Linked DNA regions of Zea mays: regions 1 and 2 are each linked to region 3. Evidence: chromatin contacts called from public Hi-C data. All regions are on one chromosome and are shown on one strand. Each heading gives the region's core, a stretch centred on a gene start, on an enhancer-like site or on the middle of the called end of the contact. The rest is flanking DNA. Distances are from core to core; before and after follow the strand shown. Region 1 holds the start of LOC100280401. Region 2 holds the start of URM1 (Ubiquitin-related modifier 1 homolog). Region 3 holds the start of LOC100273296 (DNA primases).

Region 1 (3,465 bases), core at 873-3,372, 140 kb before region 3:
ACATAATTGCACAACACATAATCTCACACCTCGGCCAGTCCACGACTCGACCCAAGACGCTACCCATTGACAATAACTCATCATCAACCAGAATAAAAAGGACAAGTCAACCTTGTGTTCGTACCATCCCAGATTCCACTAGCAATTCTACTAAATTGTTCATTAATAGCATATAAAGGCCAATAATCTTCCCAAAATCTTATTTTCTTACCATTACCCACAATCGATTTGATACCCATATGGGCAGCTTGTACAGCCCAGGGCACCCCTTCCTAAAAAGGGGATGCACAAACACCAAGTCAGCAAAGGACATTAGGATTTTTTGTTCTGTACTTGGAGTCTATTATCTTAACCCAAATAGAGTTTGACTTCAAATTGTATCTAAATATCCAAGCATAAAGCAGAGACAGATTAAGACTCCTTAGATCAGGATTCCCTAGTCCACTAAAGCCCTTTTTTCTGGGCAACCAATTGCCAGTTTACTAAGTGGTATTTGTGCCTATCCTCATTATCATTCCATAGAAAGTGCCCCATCTGTGAATTAATCATGTCAGCAGCCCATTTAGGGACATTTTATAATGTAAAGCAAATAAATAGGAATGCTTGAAAGACATGCTCTTAAAAGAGTAAGTCTGCCAGCATAGGGCAAAAGTCCCCCTCTCCATCCAGCTATTCTCTTATCTATCACAGGTTGTAAATCAGCTCTCTTCAATTTAGTAAAGTGAAGAGGCACACCGAGGTATTTGATTGAGAAACCCCCTTGTTTGCAACAAAACACTTCTGCAAAACTATTAGCATTATCTGAATCCAAACCAATGGTAAGAAGATCGCTCTTGTCATAATTGATCTTCATCCCTGATATCTGTTCAAAAAAAGATTAACAGCCATCTCAAAGTCTTAGCCTTTTCTAGATTATTTCTAAGAAGAAAAGAGTGTCATCTGCATAATGCAGAGTGGTCACACCACCTCCCATGACCTGAGGAAGAAGCCCAGAAATCAAGTCCTGTGTAGCTGCTTTCTTGAGCATCCTGGTAAAGCTATCAGCTACTAGGTTCAAAAGAAGGGAGATAAAGGGTCTCCTTGCCTAAGACCTTTTCCAGGTATAAAAATGACACTATCCATATCATTTATTCTCACACAAAAAGATTCACCCTGTACCAGACTCGATCCATCTAATCCACTTGGGGCTAAAGCCCCTAGACTGGAGCATGTCCTCCAGAAAATTCCAACTGACCCTATCATAAGCCTTTTAGTAGTCCAACTTAAGAATGACCCCAGCTTCTTTTTGCTTCATGAATAATTTCATGTGCTGCTACCACACCCTTAAGAATGTATCTGCTTTTATAAAAGTTGCTTGATTTGAAACATTCAGCCTATCAGCTACCACAATCAGTCTGTTATTAAGCAATTTAGCAAACAGTGTAAAGCTAAAAATTAATAAGGCTGATAGGTCTAAATTAAAAATCTAAATAAACTTGGTTTCTTGGACTCTTACAGCCCAGGTTCAAGATCAAAGGAACATGGTCACTGACAGCCCTAGATCTGACAAGAGACAAAGGCAAGAGGATATTGTTGGTCAAAAGCAGTGTTACAAAACACTTTATCCAGGGCAGCAAACACATGATGTTATTGATTATTGGTCCAAGTAAAAGACCTAGAGGAATTTTGCGCATTGCAGCTTCCTTCCTTGGTTTCTGGTCTGTGGTTCTGTAAATTTTGCAGACTCTTTTGTTCGATTCTATCGAAACTGTTAGCAAACTGGACCTTCCATGTGGGCCCATGTAATAAGCCCATATCTCTTCACTGACATTGGAAATAGCAATACCATTGAAATTTGTTGCGCTGTGAGATTTCCTTGGCTGTTGCGTTGGTTGTAATACACTAATACCTGTGTAGGAAGTGCCTCAAGCGATGATACAGACACAGGTTGAGCCAATAATAATATCATGAACAAAACACCAAAGTCTTCTTGAGCAGAGGAGGATGAAAGTGACGTGGACGGTTGGGTTAGGTGATGCTTACCTTTCTGGTTTCCTAGAGGCTCTCAAGGACAGGTTGTGATGTCTCTCCATCCTTTTAGTTCCTTGCTTCGTCTCTACTCCCAAACCCAAACCTGATTAATGCCTCGCCTCCATTCCGTACTCTCCTGCTGAAGCTTTTTTCTCTGAAACTAGTATATCCCCCATCTGTTTGGTCCCGACGATTTTCCGCTTTGGGAGCACCACCAAGCTCTTCCAGCTTGCAGGGCTGGAGTCTTTGCCAGGGACAGCAATGGTGCCGACGCATGGCGATACAGCCGGACCGAGCTCCAGCCAGGATGACCCGGCAGCCAGCGTGAAGAAGCGCAACAGCAACAGGCCTCAGTGTAATCGAATCTCTCCTCTGATAAAGAAGCAGAATTCTGTTAATTATTTCTTTATTTCTCCAGCCTGGTTTTTAGTGAATTTGAGGGCTGGGGCTTTTGCACCATAATCAGAATTCGATGTGCTTCGAACCAGAACAAAAAGAAAAAAAAAACTCTCTCTTTCCAAGATTAGGCGATGGTGAATTCATGAAGTTTTTTTTTTAAAAAATGAGGCGATTCATAAAGCCGAAGTAACCTAAACTAATTTATACGATGCTGTTATCTTTGTGGTTTAAATTTGAAACAAGGAGTGGTTGTTATGTATATGATGACTGTATTGTGTTGACTTTGAAGATCATCCGTTTACTCAGCAACAGCTTCCAGCTTGCAAGCCTATACTTGCGCCTCAGACGGTAAGTTTGACTGCCTGCCTATTAACCGTATCTCATTTTCGTTGAGTTATTTCTCAGTGTTTAGAGATTATAAGAATACAGGATGGTGACTATTGCAACTAACCCTGGGCGACGCAATCAGGTCATCCCTGTACTCCTGTTTGTGGGCGTAGTTTTTATCGTGATTGGCCTTGGCTGCATTGCAGCCTCAAACAGGGTAAGTTCGAGCTGTGTGGTGTGTGCGTTATACTGCATATATATAAACCTCAAACCTGATCCCCGGTTCTGAAACCCAAGTTTCCTGCGATTTTCTTGCTTCCAAATAGGTGGTTGAAGTGGTCTATGAGTATGAGACTTCATGCATACCAAGACACATGCTTGGCAACAAAGTCGCCTATATCCAAAACCCATCTATAGATAAGACATGCACATGGATTCTCAAGGTAAACGGTTATCATCAACCAATAAAAAGTGAAAAAAAAGGATTCGAGACATTTTTTTCTTTGCTGTTGTTAGTTGAAGGAGGACAAGGTGACTAATGCTCTTCTCTTTGTAGGTTCCTAGGGATATGAAGCACCCAATCTACGTATATTACCAGCTTGACAAGTTCTACCAGAACCACAGGAGGTAAAAGCTAACGTGGCGTACATTTCCAGTACTGGGTTCCATAGATAGAGACGGCCAAGACCGATGCTCTCGCCTCTGAGCTGAAGAACACGTACATGTCGG
Region 2 (3,752 bases), core at 281-2,780, 210 kb after region 3:
GTGCTCATCATCCCTTGTGCGAGAAGCTTCCCCTGCACGCCGATACTACGCAGATCTCGGATGTCAGGGCGCAAGAAGATTACTCCAGCAGCAAACATTAGTAGCTCCAAGTACTACATCTGTTATGTTCCTGGGCCCACATGTCGGGGCTCAACACTCTTGTACATGCCCCCTTAGCTATAAAACGGGAGGCATGCAACGACACGAAAGAACAGACTCTCAATTCTCAAGCTTCCACAGCAATCCAACACACAATGGAGTAGAGTGTTACGCTCCGGCGGCCCGAACCACTCTAAATCCTCGCGTGTTCATGTGCTCGATGCTCGCTTAGCAGGACATGCAAAACGCTTAAGCCTCTTCCTCATCTTAGGATTTAGGACGGGTGCACTCTGCTACCCGGCCGGAGAATTCTCTCTCCGACAGAAACAAAGTTACAGTCTACCATCTGAGAGTCATGGTACAAACCAAAGCCATAAGGCTCACAAACCCATAGGGCTACTTTGCAACCTCAAATCCTCTCATGAAATCATGATTGTAGGGGATTAAGTGAAAATAAATTAATTTACTCTTCAATTCTCTTCAATTTCGAAGGAGATTTCAGTTTCCAAACTAGCCCTAAGAAAACAAAACTTGACTCGACCCAACTAGTGAGTGCAGCAAACAAACAAAAGAAAAACAACCTTAACGTAACTACTGAAGTTCCAACTAAAATTTTCAAAAACCGCCATAATCGAAGTCTTTTATCTTAGAGCATCTTCAACGACGTGACATATAAAAATGTCCTATAACTTGAAAATGAGTGTAATTTATAGAATTCAGAACACCAACAAAATATTCTGCTCCAACAGTAAAGTTACAAATCTAAATTATAGGACAACTTACTACGATATATTTGATGTATTTGAGAGAGCGTCCTATAATTTTTTAACCAAATTTTATAAAATGATACACTATTGGAATAGTTTTTCTAGGTAAAGTTTTATATTTTAATTTGAGACACCAGTTTTAGTTATTGTTGGAGATGCTCCTTCGATCCGTCTTTAAACATTGGTTGCTCGTCCTTATGCAGCATGGACCGTCGACGGATCCAAAACTTCGTCGTGAAAATTAACTGCATCTAATTATTAGATTCAACTTTGTTAAATGTTATATCATTTTTATTCAATCAAACTGCTCAACGTAGCGCAATAGCTCCTAACAAAATTTGGTTTCGGAGCTTTGGGCTTAAGCTATGTAATTAGGAACAAAATAAATTAGCAAAGTAGCTAGGTGGTTAAATTCTAAATATAATATATACAGTATTCTAAACAAAAGCTCGGTAAGTGGCAGTAAAAGAATAAATGTTGGGGTTTTCTACTAAACTGCACAAACAAATGAACAATATTTGAGATTTACTTGTCAGTAACCTTTTTTGCTAAATTATCTTTCGGTTACACCCAGCTAAGACAGATCACAGCCCAAACCAGATCACATGAAGCGGCCCAAATTCGAGGAAGCAAACAGGTGGGCTGGGCACCTGTACTGCGAGCAGCCGGTCACAGCGCGCAGCGCCGTCTCCTGCGATTCCCGGCTGCCTCCACCTCTTCTCCCACAGCGCCGGCGTGCTCCTCTCCTTTCACGCTACGTTCCCTCCGGCCCCGGCGTCGACGGCTAAGAAACCCTTAACCTAGGAACGAGTTCGCACCCTCGGGACCTGTGGCGATGCATCTCACTCTCGAATTCGGGTAATCCTTCTCCCTGGACTTGTCACTTCCTCCTCGGATACCTCTCGCCTTTTTGCGTAGCGCTGCGTGCCCGCGGTCCGTCACGAATATTAGCAACCGCTGGCTTGGGGCTGCAGGGGCGGGCTGGAGCTGCTCCTGGAGAACTCCACCAAGGTGCACAAGGTGGAGGTCACCACGCCCAAGGACGGCCAAGGCAAGGTGACGATGAAGTTCTTGCTCTCTTGGGTCAAGGAGAATCTGATCAAGGAGCGACCGGAGATGTTCCTCAAGGCTGATTCCGTGTACGTGTTGTTTTGCTCCACTTTCTCTTCATTCACTTGTGTAGGTGGTAGGATTGATATTTAATGGGCATTGAAACAAGACAGATTCTGCGCCAAGGTCGTGGTCTGCTTCAGTTGCTGCCGTTTCTCTTATGATGAATAGCCTTTTCCTGACGGTTAACTAGTGTGGACTGATAATTAGTTCCTAGTTACCAGTTAACTGTGGCCTGTAGACTGCAACTGGCTCCAAGTTTTGACAAATCCAAATTATTTCTAACTCCCCTGTGGTTTAATTTGACAAAAGCAAATTCTACACCAACTAATTGTTCTTTGATTTTCACTAATGGCTAGAGAGGGGTATTAGGATCAGGAATTATAGCTTGAAAGCACAAATCATTTACAAAACAAAAAATGAGCTCTTCTCATGGGCTTGAGGTGGTGCAAAATATCTGGGAGCCTTTCAGCCCTGAGCTAGGTAGGATTTACTAGCTGTTATTGTTTTTTTTCTCTATTGCTTATTTTGAGACCAGTAACCCTTAGGGCTTGTTTGGAGTAAGGTGAATGGAAGGGATTGGGCTTGTTTGGGAGCAAGGGGAACGGAAGGGATTGAGGGGGCTAAAATCCTCTCCATTTCCTTTGCTCCCAAACTAGCCTTAAGGCAACTCTATTTTCACAAGGGATTTCCATTTTCTCAAGGGAAATTAGTTCATTTTCCCTTGGGAAAATATGAACATTTTGGGAAAATGGAGTTCCCATGCAACTCCATTTTCTCAAGGTATTTTCATTTTCCCTTTGGAAAATAGGAATACCTTAGGAAAATTGAGTTGCTAGTTTGAGAACTTCATTTTCCCAAGGGATGTTGAACTAATTTCCCTTGGGAAAATAGAAAACCTTTTGGAAAATGGGGTTCCCAAGGGCTAGTTTGGCAGTTTAAAAACTGGAGGTAATTGGAGGGGCTAAAATCCCCTCCTTATTCAAAATTGAATAAGATTGTGGCTCTAGTTTGGGAGTCCAAATACCGAAGGGGATTGGAGGGGCTAAAATCCCCTCCTTATTTAAAATTGAATAAGGAGGGGATTTTAGCCACTCTAATCCTCTCCGGTTTTGTGGCTCCCAAACTAGCCGTAAGAGTGGCATTTCCCCCCGCCCCTAGGAGAGTACATTCATGTGTCTTGTAATGTAACTTATCAATGTGTTCCTTCTCTAATACAAATATGCACGGTCCTCACATATATTTGAGGAAAGAAGAAAACATCGACCAAACTTGTTGAACTAATTTTAAAACTAGCATTTATGGTCATCTAGATGCTTGATGTAGAGCTAGACAAACAGCCACCCTACAATTAGTGTCTAGGCAGCCAAGATGATGACCACAGATGGTCTAGATGTTTTTCTTCAAAAGCAATGTAGCTGCAAATGTGCAAGCAAGTAATCCATACTTATTTTTTTAAAGTGAGATTTGACACATGACTCGTAAAGGCACAAATGCATCAAAAAAACTTTCATTTGCAATGATATGGTACCAAAAGTTGGCACTAGCCACAACCCACAAAGGTGTGATTAGAGCTACCTGTCTATCACAGCCAGTTATTCAATTGGGAGCCCAGGCTCAATCCCAAGCAAAGCAAGCAATATGCATGTGTTCATTCAGACTTCTGGCCATTAACATAGTAGAAGGCAACAGATTGGTACAAAGGAACAAGCCAGCACAAAGGAATTTTGATGGCCATTGACAGCACAGTGCTGCAGGCAGAGGACTAGGAGCTGC
Region 3 (3,755 bases), core at 823-3,322:
AAAGGTGCAATAATCCTTGAGTTACCCGAGGTTAAGGAAAGAATCATTTTGAAACAATTTGCCAGCCCAATGAGTATATGCACTGTAAAGGAAGGTCAAGGACATTTATGTGTTTTACCAACTATTCCTTTTACTTATATACTCCACATCAAATCTAGGAATAGAACATGAAACCAATATTTCAAAAAAGAATTGCTTGCAAAATACCGTGCAACCCATTTCAGCATGGAATCAACAAAAGATGGCTTACCTCCTGGATAACCTCATAATGATGGCGAATTTTGGAATCCATATCGTTGTACCTGCAAAAATACAGCAATAAGATGTGGTTGGCCATTTAGGAAAGAGGAACAAAACTTGGCATTACGCTGCTATGCACGAACAAACATGGAGGTGGAATGGGGTACAAAACATGCAGTTTGCTGAGCATCTACAAAAGAACACTAAAGAACACAAACATGGAGGTGTTATGTTGACATTAAGTTGTCTCTCATCCATGCTAGTGAATGCAAAGCACTCTTTAATTATGTCACAAGTTTGCAGGCCTAGGAGTCTTGTTTGTTTGTTTGCATAAATATGTTCAGATTGTTACAAAATGGTTACAGATTGTTTCAGTTCTTCCAGGTTGTGAACAGTAACCTGAACCTGAAACTTGCTCCAGTTTAGAACCTCAAGCTGAACACTGCCGACAGTTCAGGTTCTGTATGAAATACTCCAGTTCAGGTTCATGTTCAGGCTACAAGCATTGTCATTTTGAAGAACACCATGGCTACGAGTATTCTCATTCTAAAGAACACCATGGTTCATGTTTAGCCTACTTCCAATTACACTTGACACTATGAACTCCAATACCTAGCAGTCTGCGGACTGAATTGTCAAATAATCTACCTGCTACCATACGGTGGGCCTACCCAATGATGATGTGGCCTCTTTAAAAAAAATTAGGGACAAGTTATTAGCATTCTGATGTGGGTTGATATTTTTTTGAGAGGAATTTGTTTTGCCAGCAGCCCCCAATATGATGTTTTGGGAAACAACTTTTTTGGAAGCTCTTGGAGTGACCCAACCTTTTCCAGAACTCGTCGTATGTAGACACAAGGAACCTTCGCGTACCGGACATATGCTCTTGATAGCAAAAGACATTGGTATGTGCGTATGCCTTAGAGAACCTGATCGCCTCGTCTTGCCTAGGAAATGTAGCCCAGACAACATCCCTGACGACAACCAGCAAGTCAGACTAAAACGGGCGTTATGGAGTAGTATCAAACAGAGCAGCACAATGTGGCGCGCGTGGACTAGGGCATGTTTGGTTTCCTACCTAAGGCGCCACAATCTGCCTAACCTTAGTCGCTCGAATTGAAGAGCTAAGGTTAGGCAGAAAAGTTAGGCACGTTGTGGCGTCTTAGGTAGCAAACCAAACAGCCTCTAGATGCCACACCTGGGGTTGAAGTCGGTTTGCTTCTTGAGATCAATGCGGATCACGTGCAGCAGCCTCAGGAAGCTCTGCGGCCTTTTGACTTGGACGCCCCGCGGGGAGCCGTAGAACACGAATGGGGACATGTGCTTGCGGCCTGTAGATTTGGCCGACGACGGCGCCGCGCGCTAGCAAACGCGGGGATTGGACGGAACGGTCCTCAGCTTTTTGTTTTGGTCTGGAAATTAGTAGGCAGAAAAAAAAAAGGAAAATGTCTCGGCCTCACCTTGTCCGCTGCGGCATCCGGCGTGGTGGAAACATCGGAGGAGCTCCGGCCACCGCTACCGGCAGTCTCCGACACGGGCGAGCCCCGCGACTTCTTGGCCTGCGGGAGCGGCCTCTCCCTGAAGGCCGACTCTGGGCGCCACGGAAAACGCGGAGCGAATCGTGGACGGTGAGACAGATTGCAATGTGGATGGGGAAATGGAAAGAGTGATTGGGGGAAGAGGGAGGGAGCAGCGTAAGTACATACTGGGAGGGGAGACGCCGCATTTGAAGCAGGCGAAGAGGCGGTCGACGTCGTCTTTGGGGTCGTACGCCGTCATCGCTTTCCTTGGATCGCCTGCCGTGCCGCCACAGCGTTGACAAGGGGTGTGTGGTTCGCTCGGTTTTGGCAGTTTTTCAGTGCTCGTGAGCGGGAACCCCAGTGGTTTCGCTCCGGTGAGGGGCGGGATGGAATCGCTAGTTCGCGTGGGCCGTGGCAGAGCCAGAAGTCCGTTTTTAGCCGGGCCGTGTAGATGGGCCAAAGTCACCACGCATTCCCCCGTGTCGTGCACTCCTCGCGCGTTTTGGATAGAGATGGCAATGGGTAAAATGGTAAATATCTACCGGGTATTACTACCTCATACTCATACCCACAACAAAAAAATGACTTCACCGGGTCACTCATATACACTGGTGGGTATGGATTTACCCCCATACCCATACCCGCGTGGGTATGGGTCACCCATCGGGTCACCCGTACCCACAAAAATTAAACATCTATCAAAATATTATATTATACAAATATCAAGCATATCCATCTAAATATCATTACAAAATTTCTAGCATCATTTAACCATCTATTCAATACACATTGGGTGAATTACATGTTCCATTACATGGTCATTAAATTGTCGTTAAGTCTTCTATGACATAATGGCCTAAAAGGTTATTAAATAGTAAAAAAGATGGATGACTAAAGTCTAAGTTTATGCTTGGGCTAAGTTTATATTGGGTATTTTATACCTACGGGTTAACGGATATGGGTGAAGGTGGAACGTTCTAATACCCGTTTACCCATTGGGTGAAGATTTTTGCCCAATAACAGACCAACGGGTAGAATATTTAGGCCACATACATACCCTAATGGAGTAAATACTCATCGGGTATCGGGTCGCGGGTACCCATTGCCGTCTCTAGTTTTGGATGGGTTTAAAATGCCAGTCATCATTAATTAATCGATCTGCTGCGCTCATGGCTACGGTACGTGACTGCTGTTGCTGACTTGCTGTTCGTCCGCCTCGGCTGCTGTGTTCGTGCGAAGGAAGGAGAAACTATGAAGGAATCCACGGCCATCGTGAACTTTTTTTTTATCCTTTCACGATGCTCAAGCATGTGCAACCACCGCCACTGGGTTCGTTCGATCCACAGGACAGTTCGACGCTGTCCAAGGATGGATGACACAGATCGGCAGCAAATCAGCGAGCGACTAATCATTGGGCAGGGGACGCCACATGCACGGTCCGTGGTCGTGTCGAGTACAGTAGTGTACAGCCGGGTAATGGACGTGCCGATCGAGCTGGATGATGCGTGTAGCAGCAGATCGAGCCTCCTGATTGATTGATCGATCGACGAAACAAGCTGTATGCTGCTGTACCTTTTCTCGCGAGCGTGCCAGCAGCATTATTGTTGTTCCTCTCGTCATTACCCATCTGTGGCTGTCTGCAGGGGGTTTTAAAATCCGATCCCCGCCGTTTTGCCTTTAGATTCCGTAGCACACATATGAGTTTGTTTGTTTTAAGATTTTTTTTTCTTTTGCTGTGGTATACATTTATCTGCTGATGACGTAATTATTGGTTTTTACGTTATTGGTATACATTTTTTCTTGGCTGTCCCCTTTTTTTTGCTGTTTTGTTTCTATTGCTGCTATCTATTTCCTTTCCTTGCTGTTTTTCGTTTAACCACAAGTCACGGCATTGCTTTTGGCGTGTGATGTGATTTGTGAATATGCGAGTATTCTCCGATGCAGAAAAGGCACGCGTGCGTGATGGTCGTGGATGAATGCACCACCTGGCACAAG

The links. A called contact is a pair of places that touch in the nucleus more often than the background predicts.
Region 1: a Hi-C map of leaf shows a contact between it and region 3, with 2.5 times the contacts expected there. The contact joins the promoter of LOC100280401 here to the promoter of LOC100273296 in region 3. A contact is called at or near these places in 8 of 25 Hi-C or Micro-C datasets (bundle sheath, ear, leaf and 1 more).
Region 2: a contact with region 3 is called in a Hi-C map of ear, with 2.2 times the contacts expected there. The contact joins the promoter of URM1 here to the promoter of LOC100273296 in region 3. A contact is called at or near these places in 3 of 25 Hi-C or Micro-C datasets (ear, leaf and tassel).

What each region holds. Positions count from the first base shown.
Region 1 is chr7:151,358,460-151,361,924 of Zm-B73-REFERENCE-NAM-5.0, reverse strand. It overlaps LOC100280401, which reads left to right and starts at 2,122. Exons shown (of 8, transcript NM_001153324.1): 1 at 2,122-2,365; 2 at 2,699-2,757; 3 at 2,879-2,953; 4 at 3,063-3,179; 5 at 3,293-3,363. The coding sequence starts at 2,272.
Region 2 is chr7:151,013,569-151,017,320 of Zm-B73-REFERENCE-NAM-5.0, reverse strand. URM1 (Ubiquitin-related modifier 1 homolog) reads left to right here and starts at 1,530. Exons shown (of 3, transcript NM_001149704.3): 1 at 1,530-1,724; 2 at 1,841-2,005. The coding sequence starts at 1,702.
Region 3 is chr7:151,221,795-151,225,549 of Zm-B73-REFERENCE-NAM-5.0, reverse strand. LOC100273296 (DNA primases) reads right to left here and starts at 2,072. Exons shown (of 15, transcript NM_001147737.2): 1 at 1,947-2,072; 2 at 1,701-1,831; 3 at 1,439-1,602; 4 at 1,068-1,214; 5 at 251-302. The coding sequence starts at 2,019.